Regions from separate parts of the Bos taurus genome. Here region 1 is linked to region 2. A link is a contact called in public Hi-C data. All regions are on one chromosome and are shown on one strand. Each heading gives the region's core, a stretch centred on a gene start, on an enhancer-like site or on the middle of the called end of the contact. The rest is flanking DNA. Distances are from core to core; before and after follow the strand shown.

Region 1 (6,719 bases), core at 3,082-5,581, 140 kb after region 2:
GGCAGAAGAGAGCCCTACAACTTAGAAAGGAGTAAGGAAACCTGGCACCCGACTCCAGTACTTTTGCCTGGAAAATCCCATGGATGGAGGAGCCTGGTAGGCTGCAGTCCATGGGGTTGCTGAGAGTCGGACACGACTGAGCGACTTCGATTTCACTTTTCACTTTCATGCATTGGAGAAGGAAATGGCAACCCACTTCAGTGTTCTTGCCTGGAGAATCCCAGGGACGGGGCAGCCTGGTGGGCTGCCCTCTCTGGGGTCGCACAGAGTCAGACACGACTGAAGTGACTTAGCATAGCATTTAGCAAGGAAACCTTTATCACACTGTCGGTGGATCAGAAAACCTGAGAGGTGATGGGCTTTGCGAAAGTGGGATGATCACATCACCTGACCAGAACGCTTTTAGCCAGGACAATAGCATAAACTGGGATTGTCCTAGGCAAATCAGGATATATGGTCACCCTATCCTAAGGCCATACAAGTAGCACATGAGAGAACTGGGACGGAACTTAGATCTATCCCACTCCTGAGAGTGACCTTATGACGTGATCACTCCCATTTTGTAGGTGAAGACACTGATGTTATATAGGTAGTAAGTAATGGAGTTTGTGCTCTGATCTTTGCTTTTGACGGGTTTCAGAGGTAATTCTTGGAGAAGGCAATGGCACCCCACTCCAGTACTCTTGCCTGGAAAATCCCATGGACAGAGGAGCCTGGTAGGCTGCAGTCCATGGGGTCGCTGAGAGTTGGACACGACTCAGTGACTTCACTTTACCTTTTCACTTTCATGCATTGGAGAAGGAAATGGCAACCCACTCCAGTGTTCTTGCCTGGAGAATCCCAGGGACGGTGGAGCCTGGTGGGCTGCCGTCTATGGGGTCGCACAGAGTCGGACATGACTGAAGTGACTTAGCAGCAGCAGCAGCAGCAGCAGAGGTAATTCTCAACTCCACCAAGCCTCACTGGGCATTGGTCTTCATCTTTGAGACCTTGTGACTGGATATTTCAGGGAAGCAGACTTGCCTCATTTGAGAACTTTCTAACAGGGCTCTGTATCATTGCATGAAACTTTCCACCCCATTAGGACTTCTGTTTCAAAGCCTTTGACTGTGTGGGTCAATACCAGACCACCTGATCTGCCTCCTGAGAAATCTGTATGCAGGTCAAGAAGCAACAGTTAGAACCAAACATGGAACAATGGACTGGTTCCAAATTGAGAAAGGAGTATGGCAAGGCTGCATATTGTCACCTGCTTATTTAACTTATACGCAGAGTACATCATGGGAAATGCCGGGCTGGATGAAGCACAAGCTGGAATCAGGATTGCCGGGAGAAATATCAATAACCTCAGATATGCAGATGACACCACCCTTATGGCCGAAAGTGAAGAGGAACTAAGAGCCTCTTGATAAAGGTGAATGAGGAGAGTGAAAAAGTTGGCTTAAAACTCAACATTCAAAAAACTAAGATCATGGCATCCGGTCCCATCACTTCATGGCAAATAGATGGGGAAACAGTGGCTGGCTTTATTTTCTTGGGCTCCAAAACCACTGCAGATGGTGACTGCAGCTATGAAATTAAAAGACACTTGCTCCTTGGAAGGAAAATTATGACCAACCTAGACAGCATATTAAAAAGCAGAGATTACTGTTGACAAAGATCCATCTAGTCAAAGCTGTGGTTTTTCTAGTAGTCATGTATGGATGTGAGAGTTGGACCATCAAGAAAGCTGAGTTGATGCTTTTGAACTGTGGTGTTAGAGAAGACTCTTGAGAGTCCCTTGGACTACCAGGAGATCCAACCAGTCCATCCTAAAGGAGATCAGTCCTGGGTGTTCATTGGAAGGACTGATGCTGAAGCTGAAGCTCCAATACTTTGGCCACCTAATACGAAGAACTGATTGATTGGAAAAGATCCTGATGCTGGGAAAGATAGAAGGCAGGAGGAGAAGGGGACAACAGAGGATGAGATGGTTGGAATGGTTGGATGGCATCACCGATTTGATGGACATGAGTTTGAACAAGCTCTGGGAGTTGGTGATGGACAGGGAAGCCTGGCATGCTGCAGTGTATGGGGTTGCATATAGTTAGACATGACTGAGCGACTGAACTGAACTGAGGACTTCTGTGGAGGGGCTCTGGTGTGGCTGGTGAGGTTGCACTTGATGATTTCAGATGATCCTTCCAATCCAACTTTTAAGAGTCTAAAACTCCTTGAGAGCAGATTTGGTGTATTCTTTGAACTCTCAACGTTCAGAGGAAATGCTCAGGAAATGTTAAAATGGTGTAAGGACTATAACTGCAGAAGCAGGATATACCTGAAACAAGTCTAGGCACCTCCATTTGATGGCTGGGGTGCTGTGGCAAGCCTTTACAGTCTCTGAACTTTGGTTTTCTCATAAAAATGCAGAATAGTTTCCTCCCTCCCTCACAGATTTGATAGGACAATAAAATTAATGTGAGTACATCGAAAACAGAAACACTGTACTAAAATAGCAATGTTTCCTCTTGCCAGCATTCAATCTTGCTTTCCAAATTGCTTCTCTTATCCATTTATAGATAGAATGAGAACAGAGAAGGACTATGGGAAGAGCACAGATAATAGTCAGACAGCCTCAGATTTGAATCCTAAACATTACCAGCCACTTGTGTGCCAAGTAGAGTGTTCTTTCTGGACCTCAATGCTAAGAATAGCTACCTGGCATGGATTTTTTTTTTTTTTTAAAGGAAAGGAAAGTGAAGTCGCTCAGTCATGTCCGACTCTTTGTGACCCCATGGAGTGTAGCCTACCAAGCTCCTCTGTCCATGGGATTTTCCAGGCAATAGTAACTGGAGTGGATTGCCATTTCCTTCTCCAGGCTGGCATGGATCTTATGAAGACATTGTGTGCTAAACATGGATTTCTATTCCTGGCACATAGACCTCCAATAAAAGGTGGCCTCTTTTAATGTCTGTTTTCTGTGTTCTATAACTGTCAACTTATGCTCTCAGGGCCAAGAAGAAGCCACTCTGGGTAGCTTTACGCAGGGTCCTGGAAACGTACTCTCAGCCTCTGGGCGCCTGTGTTGAAAATCCTTCCTGGCTGGTGTGCAGGAAATACACTCCACGGGTTTTGCCCTGAAGATGTGTTCTGTTTATAATTCATTCCCGCTCCTTGGAAAACAATTCAATAGAATGCAATTGGTTTTCCACTAGCCCAGGGCAGGGATGAGGAATAGCATATTATTATTTTTTAAAAATATATAAATAATAAGTCATAAAACAGCACTGGGCACACAGCAGAGTCAATAAATGCTTGTTTGGGTAAAGTAAAGTGATGGCTCTGTTATTCCATGGCTGCTGTACTGGCTGAACTATTTCTGTCCTCCATTACAGTTTTTTTTTTTTTTGTTAAATGAAAAATAAACACATGCATACAGTAAAAAATTCAAACACAAAAAAACACAAGGGAAAGAAGGTCTCCCTCATCCTCTTTTCTCTCAAACCTACAAATTGTAGGTTTGAGAGAATTTCTTGTGTATTTTTCAATTATGCTATGCACATTCCAACCTACGTATGTAAACTCCTTTTAAAGTTTTGTTTATTTTTTAACCTAGAAGGGTTTAAGTTCTTAAGTGGCTTCTGCCCTACCTAGACAGCTGTGTGCAGCAACTATGACAGCCGTTCCACACCCGGGGGCTTATTCCGAGCCCTTGACGGACCTCTAGAGTCTGGAGTGGTTTTCCCAGGACCGGTGGGGACCAGGCATCTGCCCTCGGGCAGTCTGCTCCAGGCTCCGGCTCTGACCTCCTCATCCCCGCCCAGCCCCTGTGTGTGACCAAGCAGTTAAGTCAGGCCCGGGAGGCACCCTGAATCGTCTCCCAGACAGTAAAAGGGGAACTTATTCTCGCCCCAAGGTAGCTCTAAGCATCGCTACCACGCCTGCTGGTGCTTGATCCCCGGAGCGACTGGAAGCCCGGCTCGGCGCGGGCGCTGGGATCGTGATCCGGTAGGGGCTTTGCAGGGGCGGGGGCTGCAAAGGGCAGAAAATTTGAGCTGCGCGCCCTGAGAGCGGGGAAAGGGGCGCAGAGGCAGGACTTGGCGCTTCCTTTTGGGTGCGCGGCCCCAGGAGCCACAGTTCTCCTCTCCGTCGCAGCTGCTCCCCTCCCGCCCTTCTCCCTTCGTCTCCCTCCCCTCCCTGCCCCCCGCGACCACCTCACTCCTCCTCCCCTCCCCCGGCCGTCCCCCTCGCCCCTCCCTCGCGGGGCCCGCGTCGCCCCTAAAACCTGGCGCGGGCCTCCGGGCCCGGGACCGGCTTCGCGCATGCGCAGGGGCGGCGCCGGCCCGGCCGCCAGTCGGAAGCTCCAGCTCCGAGCCCGGGGAGCGGCCGCAGAGGCTGTCCGGCCCCGCCGCCCTTCCCGCTGTTGGCACCTGCTCCGGGCCCGGGGCCCCGGCTGCGTAAGTGCAAGAAGGGGGTGCCCCTGGGCAGGGGACCGGGCCGGCCTCGGGAGGGCTGTCCGTGGGTCACGGCGCGCGCTGGGGCGCCGGGCAGCGTGTTTCCTGCGGAGGGGCTCGACTCCGCCCGCACCTGCCGCGGCCACCTGCCCCGGCCCGGTGGCCCGGCCTCCCCCGTCCGCGCCCGCGCCCGTCCCGCCCCGGCCCGCACCTGCCGCCTCTCGGGCCCGGCCCAGCCTCCCCTCCGCGGGCGCCGGCCGTCCCCGGCCCCTCCCCGGCCCCCGGCCCCCGGCCCCGACAGGGGGTCTGCGGACGCGGCTGGGACCGCCTGGCTCTCGGTTTCCTCTCTTCCTCCATCTCCTCTGGGTTCTAAGTGGCTCAGATCCCCCGCGGCGGCGTCAGGCACAGTCTCCCGCGGTTGAGCTCCCGAAATTGTCAAGTCCAGCTTCACTCGGCCCAGTCTCGGAAATGCAGAGCCGGTGCCCGCCTGGGTCTCCGCCCCCAATCCATCTGCCCCGCGCGAACGCCTTTCCACGCTGAGTGTGCTGGTGTCAGGGTGGGGTGCTTGTGGATTCCACTTGTTCTTACAGAGGGATCCACAGTGCCGAACGCAGGCTCGGGTTAGTTAAAAATGAGCAGAAGGCTGTGACCTCCTCCTCCGTCTTGTCTGCTCCTCCCCACCCAGTTTAAAGGCAACTGGCGATTTTGAAAAGGTAGTTACAGTCTCTTCCTAGTCCGGCCCAGCTAGTGTTCCCTAGTATGAAATAACAGCACTAGAGACATGATGCTGGAGACCCAGGAATCTTGCAGTCCTTAAAGATCCCTTGGCCAGGTTTTTTCTTAAATTGTAGAGCTGTCCAGTGGAATAGAGGGAAAAATAGTTAAGAAATATTTTATCAAGTAACAGCTTTATTGAGAGAATGTGAATACGGTAAAGTCCACCCATTTAAATTGTACACTTAAGTGGTTTTCAGTGTATTCCCAGTTGTGCAACCATTATTAATCCAGACCATTTTCATCACTTCAAATAGAAATTCCATACCCGTTGTCAGTCTCCCCTCCTGCACCCGCGACAGCCACAAACTTACTCTCTGTCTCCAAGGAGTTGCATATTTGGGGCATTTCATGTAAATAGAATCATGCAATTTGTGGTCTTTTGTGCCTGGCTTCTTTAACTCAGCATAATGTTTTCAGGGTTCACCCATGTTGTAGCAATGTTAGTACTGTTTATGGCTGAGTAGTATTCTATTATACGGATAGACTGCATTTTGTTTATCCGTTTATCAGGTGATAGAAGTCTCTGTTGTTTCCACTTTTTGGCTATTATGAATAATACTGCCATGAATGTTCGTGTACTACTTTTTGTGTGGACGTGTATTTTCAAATCTCTTTGGTATATACCTAGGAGTGGAACTGCTGTTTATATGGCAACTCTATGTTTAACTTTTTGAGGAAATACCAAGTTGGAGAAATATATTCTTTTTTAAAATAAATATTTATTTATTTGGCTGCACTGGGTCTTAGTTGCCGCATGTGGAGTCCTAGATCTTCCTTGCAGCATGATCTGTAGTTACAGTGTGGAGCTCTTGGTTGCGGCATGTGGGATCTAATTCCCCAACCAGGGATCAGACCCAGGCTCCCTGCATTGGGAGTGCAGAGTCATAGCTACTGGACCACCGGGGAAGTCCCTGAAGAAATATATTCTTAATGTTTTAATATTCGTATTAGATTAGTCTCAGACTAATTGGTGATGGACAGGGAAGCTCGGCGTGCTGCAGTCCATGGGGTCGCAAAGAGTCGGACACGACTGAGCGACTGGACTGAACTGGAGTCTCAGACACCAGAGCTGACTCAATGCCAGGGCTCATTTCATTAGATTCTTTCTCCCTTGAAGAAACCAGTGGAAAAACATGGACTCTGCAGCCAGTTTGCCACTTACAGATGAGGAGACCTTGAGCAAATGACTGAGCCTGGTTCTTTATCTGTAAGGCTGAAGATAGGAATGCTTGTTTCTTGATTGTTGGGGAGTCTGAATATGATCTGATAGATTGTAAAGTGCCTAGTGCAATTTCCTATTCCCACCTTATATGAGACAAATTTATTCCAGTGTTAGTTGCATATTTTGAATCTGTGGCAAAGGTGAACAAGAACTTTGCTGATAGTGAGCTCCTTCAGGGAAAACGTTCGTCAGTTTTTATTTTTGCCCAGATAGTATGATGGAAAACTGGTGCCAACTACTCTCGCTATTGTTTTATAAAAGCAAGAGTGTTTGGGAGTTCTTTGGTG
Region 2 (7,282 bases), core at 3,758-6,257:
CCGCTGAAGGACATCTGGGTTGTTCCCAGTTTTAGGTTATACAAATAAAGCTGCTATAAATCTTCATATTACAGGTTTATGTTGTAAACACGAGTGGTCACGTCTCCGGGAGAAATGCCCAGGAGTTTGACTTGCTGGGTCATGTGGTAGCCGTATGTTTGATTTTTGAGAAACTGCCAGACTACTTTCCCTGAAGACTCTACCATTGGACGTTCCCACCAGCAAAGCAGGACTGATCCAGTTTCCCAGGTTCTCCTTAGCTTTGTCGCCGTCACTGTTTTTAATTCCGGCCACTCTGATAGGTGCACGCTGTTCTCCTATTGTGGTTTGAATCCCAGTTTTTCTAGTGGTCAGTGATGTCGAGCCTCTTTTCGCGTGACTGTATGCACGGGCATCGCCTCTGTCGTGAGCGTCTCTCCGTTTCTATCGCCCACCTTCCACGTGGATTGTTTGCTCCTCTACAGTGGAATTTTGAGAGTTCTTTCTATTTCTAGATCCTACCCTTTGTCAGATGTGCGCTATGCAAGTATTTCCTCCTACTCTATAGCTTCTCTTTTTATGCTTTTAACAGAGGCTTTCATAGACCTTTAATTTTGATGAAGTCTAGGGTATCCACAGTTATTTTTATGGATTGTCCCTAAGAACTGTTTGGCTAGCCATAGAGCCCAAAGATTTTATCTCTCCATTATTTTTAAAGTTTTATAGCTTTATGTTTACATTGAAATCCTTCCTCTTACTTTGAGTGAGTTTTTTCGTGTCAGTGGCATCCTGGCTGCTCTTTCCTCATTACGTGGAGGAGCAGACATGCTCCGCAGTAAAGTTGTGTCTCCTGGACACAGATTAGGTCATAGATTAGGAAGCCCAGACTTCCGAGTTCCAGGGGATGACAGCTGGCAGTGGGTGCTGCAAGGAGGTGGCCCTGCTCGTTTGTGTATTCAGGATTCTTGACTTAGCCTCTGTTGAGTGCATAAATGACAAAAGTGATTTATGTATTCACACTAACTGGTTTCCGTTTAATGTCGGGTTAGTGTGATGAAATTGCTTAGGAGTGTAAGCACATTTTTCCTGAAATGAAAAAATGTGTTTCATTTGTTCCTGAAATGTTTCATTTGTTCATTTTCCCCCCAAATGAAACAAATGTGTTTCACTTATTCCTGAAATGATAGGATTCAGGGAAATCCCTAGAATCAAAACTCAACACTACATTCAACGCTCTGAGAAGGGCCGCAGCCAGTGCGCCTAGTCAGTGTTGCTTAACTCGGTGCTTCCCAGTTTATGTAACCTCCTAACCCCTCATTTATCACAGCAGAACATGTTTTTGGAAACTGTTTTATTTCAGTGCCCACGCTTTAGTCTTGAAGAGACAAAGGAACCCTGCATTGAGCGCCTATGGGCCTGATGACCACAGCAGCAAGCCTGGTGTTTACTGAGTGTCTTTTGCTTCCCTGCGGGGTTACTGCTCCAGATCCAGTGACTCCCACATGCAGACCTGGGGGATCCCTGGCTGTGACTACAGCCCTGCAGGTCTAGCCAGGCAGAGGGATCCATATAGGATTCAAGTATGTAGGGAGCAGTGAATTACATCAGGGAGAAAGACTGGGCCCCAGAAGACCCGCGAATCCACCCTGTGTGGTCAACACCCAAATGTTGGATGAAGACCTGGAGGAACAGAGATGGGCCTAGAAGCGTTTCACACACAGCTGAGTGGACTGGACTAAGTGGGTTAAGTAAACTCACTCCTCAGGGGAGAGGCAGAAGGCAGAGGGGCCTGGATTTTTTTTTTCCCGTGGATGGTGAATACTGGCGTACTGGGGACACAGGAGAAAGAGCTGGGAGGAGGAGATAGGAGAGGGACGTGGCTTCACAAGGTAGGCCTGGAACTAGTGGGACACAAGGAGAGAGAAAGCAGCCGGATGCCAGCCACCCGGAGAGGTGGGCGAGGGGGTCCCCTCGAGGGGGAGTGGGAGTGGTGGGCAGACTTGCGCACTCTCTGCAGAGAAGGGCTCAGGAGACCTGGTCTGGCTGGACTTTCAGAGGAGCCCTTGCAACAAAGTTACCGAACACAAGCGATCAAAGAAGCGGAAGGCAGAGCTCAAAGGAAGGGAGGCTGAAATTGTAGCAGAGTGGTGAGGCCTAGGAAGCTGAAAATAGTGTGGTGGGAACTCGAGGGAGCCGGGCGGAACCGAGCAGTACTAGGCGTGAAGGGTTCCTAACTAGAGTGACAACATTTATGATTATGATTTTTAAATGTCTTTATAGTGGAGAAGGCAATGGCACCCCACTCCAGTACTCTTGCCTGGCAAACCCCATGGATGGAGGAGCCTGGTAGGCTGCAGTCCATGGGGTCGCTAAGAGTCGGAAACGACTGAGAGACTTCACTTTCACTTTTCGCTTTCATGCATTGGAGAAGGAAATGGCAACCCACTCCAGTGTTCTTGCCTGGAGAATCCCAGGGACGGGGTAGCCTGATGGGCTGCTGTCTATGAGGTCACACAGAGTTGGACACGACTGAAGAGACTTAGCAGCAGCAGCAGTGAAATATAGCAAAGGTACAGAAAAGTATATACAAATAAATGGGTAGCTTAAGAGACTTGCATAATGAGCAGTGCCGTCAGGGGCAGGGCGGCTTCAGCCCACAGCCCCAGGCCTCTAGTGGTCTCAGCACCCCTACCCCTAGAAGGACCCCCGTTCTAACGCTTAGGTAACCACCTTTTCCTTACTTCAGCGTTTTGCTGCTCAATGATGCTTCCCTGAACGATGTAGTTCGATTTGCCTAGTTTTAGAACTTTCATAAATGGACTCATGCAGTATCTTTTCTGGCTTCTTTCACTCAACCTTGGAGAGATTCATCCACTTTGTCCTACTTCGATGAAGGGTGTTCATTTCCATCGCTAGATTCCACCCGGTGAGCAAACATCACCTGTTTTAAGGCTGATGGCACATCTGGGTGGTACCCAGTCCCACCCTGGCGTGCCTTCTTACCCAGGCTACCTGGGCTCCTAAACACACATTCAGCTGAGCGAGTAGCTGCCTAGGGTCACCGTGGATTTGTGTTTCCACAGCATGACGGTCAGGTGGAGAGGTGGTCTGGGTCCCTATGAGGATGCGGGTGGTGGACAGAGGATTAGACAGGGAAGAATGGACACCTCTGAGGCTGATGCCATGGGACCCCTTCATTCATTTGGTGAAGATGGAAGCCCTTTTAAGTTTCTTTCTGGAGGACAGGTGGATTCTCTTGCATTTATTTAAGAATGTCCTTGAGCATTGCAGAGAGAGAAACAAACCTATTGGATGCTTGCAGGCAGAACTCCTGTTCATCTTTGTACCATCCTAGGCCAGCGGAAAACACGGTCACAGGCACTGGGTGTCAGATAATACTTGCTTACCCGAGGAAGAAAGGAGCAGGCAAGTATGTTAAAACGATGACAAGCAATTTCGGATTGTATTTCACCTTCCGGTTTCTAATCCCTCATCAAGCAGGGGAGAAAGGTGTTGACCTATGGCTGGCCTGCCTGGAAATGGCTCCGAAAAGCAGAAACTGGATGCAGGGGTTTGGCTGGAGGGAGAACGTTTCTGCACGAGGGGGGCGAACACAGAGATGTACGGGGGAGCACGAGGGGGTCCGATATAGGGTCCCAAGTAAAGGAACAGGGGAGGCCCCGAGGGCTGGAATGAGGAGTTACAATTTGATCTGATCACTGATAGCGGCTAAAATTGACCAAAACCTGAAGCTCTTTACAGGAATTCTCTAGGTAGGTTCTTCGCCGGGAGGTGGCGGTGTGGTAGTGTGCTAGGACCCGGGCGCGTTCAAGTTCAAGCTCCGGGTCCGGAGGAACCTTCGCGACATTCACATTTCCTTTATTGCATAAAAGAGCCCAGCTGCGATGCCGGGGCGCCGGGGTGCGGGCGGCACCGCGTCCACACGGGGCCCCAGCTCGCCCGGCGCGGCGAGGGCTCGGAACGGGGAAGGGTCGGCTCGCGCGCGCCGGGGAGGGGAGGGCTGTGTTTTCTTTTCTTTCTTCCCGGTCTCGGCAGCGGGGGTGGGGGGGGCAGAGCCGCGCCGCCCGCTCCGCCCAGTCGGAGAAGACGTCGCGCTTCTGAGTGGCTGCAGGGCACCCCCCCGGCCCCGCGTGCGCCCCTGCTGCGGGACCTCGCGCCACCCTCGCCGGCGCCCGCCCAGGCCGCCGCGCCCGCCGCGCCCGCCGCCCGCCTCGGCTGCCGCGCGGGCCCCGCCCTCCCGCTCCCGTGCCCCGCCCCCGCCGCGCGCGTCCCGCCCCTCCCGCACCTCCTCCTCTCCCGCCCCGCCCCCGGCCGCTCCCTCGCCCCGCCCCTCCCCCTCCCCTCCCCTCCTCTCCCCTCCCCTCCCCCTCCCCCGCCCGCCCGCCCGCCGCCGCCGCCGCCGCCGCCTCCGCCCGCCGCCCCCTCCGCCCGCCGCCCCGGCCGCGTCGGGTAAACCTGTTTGGCGGCCGCGCCGGGGCGGATCGTGCGGCCGGCGGCTCCCTCGCGGCTCGCGGCGTCGGGGCCCGTGGCGCGCGCGCGGCCGCCCCTCGGCCCCGGAGCCCCTCGGCGGCGCCACCATGTACTCGGGAGCCGGCCCCGGTGAGTCCGCGCGCTCCTCCCCGCGGCGGTTGGCGGGCCGGGCGCGAGCGCGGCGCGGGCGGGCGGGGGACCGCGGGCCGGGGGATCGGGGGGCCCGGGGGTCGCGGGGGGCTGCCGGCCGTCCCCTCGGCCCCAGGGCGGACGCGCGGCCCCGGCCTCCTCCTCGGGCCCGAGTCGTCGGGGCGCCCCGCGCGGCCTGGGCCCTTCCCGCGCCTCGTCTCCGCCGCGGCCCGGCGGGCTGGGACCGGGCCGGAGCGCGGACTGGGCCGGGCAGCCCGCGTGTAGGCCCGAGGCCCGGGCGCCCGCCTGCCCGGCTTCCTGCGCCCGGCGCCCGGGCCCCTGCACCGCGCGGGGCCGGCGGGGCCGAGGCCGGGGCCGCGCTCGAAGCGCCCGGGGGCGGAGAGGCCCCGGCCGGGGGCGCCGAACTCGGGGTGCGGGCGGCGCGGGGAGGAGCGCGGCCGCTGGGCGCAGACCGAGCCGCGGCGAGCCTGGAGCGCTCTCAGTTTCGTTTTTCTTTTTGCCAGCACTTCTGCGGCCCCTTCTCCGAAGGAAAGTCTGGAAATGCTGAATTTTGGCCACTTCTTGATGGTAGTTAGGACCGCGGACAGAGAGAGATAGGAAGGCGCCCTAAAACCCTAAACCTGCGCGCGTCTCATTTTCATTCCAGACACACAGGCTCCTTATTCAAGTGTTAATTGCCTTTTACAATTAACTGGAGGAAGGTGAGGAGATGTGCTGATTTCCTTAGCGTATTTTCTCACTAGCCGGCCTCCCTTTCTTTAGAAAAGTTCTGAAAAACTTAGAGCAGTAACACATTTTTTAAAGAACTTTTTTGGGGGCGATTAACTTTGCTGAGCCAAGAAAATGGTCATATGTTGTTAAGCTTTTTCCCTTCTCCCGCCAGGCACGTGGCTTCTAAATTTCCCGCTGGCCCTGCCACTTGGACAGGGCATATCCTGTCCCCTTTGTCCACCAGGCTCCAGCGGGCTGCAGGCCCTGCCGGCTCGGTCCTGCCTTTTGTGGGTCCTGGCCCTCCCAAGCCTCCTGCTGCTGGGGCTTTGGCGGGACCCCTTCAGACTCTTCTGATCCATTTGGATCCCTTAACACTTTCTATTTACAAACAGTCCTGTGCCTTGTGAATACTCACTGTCCTGTTTTCTGATGTCACTTAGTTAGAAAGCTTCTCCAAGGCTGAGCCAGAGCAACTTTTAAATTGCTCTCAGCAATTTGATAGAAGAATGGTTTTAACTGTAATGGTTTTAACTGTAATCTGGAAGGTGACTCAGCCCTGGTGGGGAAAGGCCCAGGGCTCCAGTCACAGTCCTGGGGGCAGACAGACTTGGCTTCTTAGAACCCTGGGTGGGCAGCACCCATCCATGATGTGGCAGGGTAGTCCCCACACCTGGGTGAGTGCGAATCTCCCCGCCCATCCCTCTGAAGGAACCCAGCAAGTCTTAGCCACTACACTGAACATTTTTTCAGATTTTCAATGCAAAAGTTGGAGGCCCAGAAAAAGTGAAGAACCTTGGGGAAGGTCAAGCTTTTGTGTTGTGTCTGACGTTAACTGATCCACTGGACAGCTTGCTAAGTTGCTGGTGGTCATTTTGAAGATGGACAGCAGAGGCATAGAGAGGCGATGAGGCTTTCAAAGGTCAGCCAGCCAGCGAGCAGGAGGACGATGTGTGTGATTCCAAGCAGACTCTCCATACACTCCCTTTAGAGAAGTGGCTCTGGGTTTTTTTGACCTTGACCCCCCCAAGAAGAAACACCTGTTACATGTAGACTGGACCCAGTGCTCGGGTGTTAGAGTATAATTGAAACATGAGCTTCAGGAAGAACCGCTCGCCAGTGCTGTTGCTCTGCACTGGGATATTTTCTTGTCTATTTTATTTTCCAAAAAGCTTTAGTTCTCTGCATCTCTAGGCTCGTTCCGGGTTCTCCATGGCTCTTGAAAGAATCTTGCTCTGATGTGGGCCTGTGCATCGTGGTCTGGTGGGGAGGGGGCCTCTCATTCACTGTTTGCAGATAAACCTGCTCTGAAATCAGACAGCTTTGGTTGAAAAAATAAATGAGTCTATAGGATAGTTCTTAGCCAGTGAACGGCAGGATGGGAATGAACCCAAATTTCAGGCTCTACAAGCGTGCCGTAATTATAAGGCTGTGATGCAGTTCAGTTTTATTCTACACACTCAGGCTTTTAATTTTATTTAAGAAGGATATTTGGAATAGAGTCTCTTCGGTGAAACTTTTTTTAATGTATTTCCTAATTTAGAATAATAAAAAGACATTTGAACTGGACTGTAGAAAAACTTACAAATAGTTTTGCTACTTCCCATTTTAATACCCTTATTAAGTGACTAAGTAAATTAACTTAAAAAATAGAGTCTTGTTATGGACTGTGTTATGTCTGTTAGGAAATGCTATTATGTATGTGAATTGGTATCTGGACTCTTAAAGTGAGGTAGTTACTATTAGTTTTTTGTTTTTGTTTATTTTTTTAATTATTCAAAAGAGTTAGTGGTTTAGGATGGGTGGATTCTCCATTGACCCTGAACTTTCATAGATGAACAATTTTTCCCCCCCCCAAACCGCTTAGCGACCTTAAAAGGAATCTCAGTATTGCCTCCTGAAGGGGGCTTGTTGGTCCGTTTTTTCACTGTGCTCAGACTTCTGTGGGTTACAT

Evidence for each region. Hi-C and Micro-C count contacts between places; a contact is called where the count stands out from the background.
Region 1: a contact with region 2 is called in a Hi-C map of liver, with 5 times the contacts expected there. The contact joins the promoter of TRAPPC9 here to the enhancer-like site in region 2. A contact is called at or near these places in 4 of 11 Hi-C or Micro-C datasets (liver, skeletal muscle and an unstated tissue).

What each region holds. Positions count from the first base shown.
Region 1 is chr14:3,196,041-3,202,759 of ARS-UCD2.0, forward strand. TRAPPC9 (trafficking protein particle complex subunit 9) reads left to right here and starts at 4,332. Exons shown (of 22, transcript NM_001037474.3): 1 at 4,332-4,436.
Region 2 is chr14:3,051,539-3,058,820 of ARS-UCD2.0, forward strand. No RefSeq gene overlaps it. Among named protein-coding and RNA genes, the nearest start is that of AGO2, 46 kb to the right of the region's middle. Within about 2 kb of position 5,008, at least 85 of the 102 cell types and tissues checked have an H3K27ac peak or open chromatin away from gene starts, as enhancers often do. A contact at or near this core is called in liver and skeletal muscle, where this site is marked.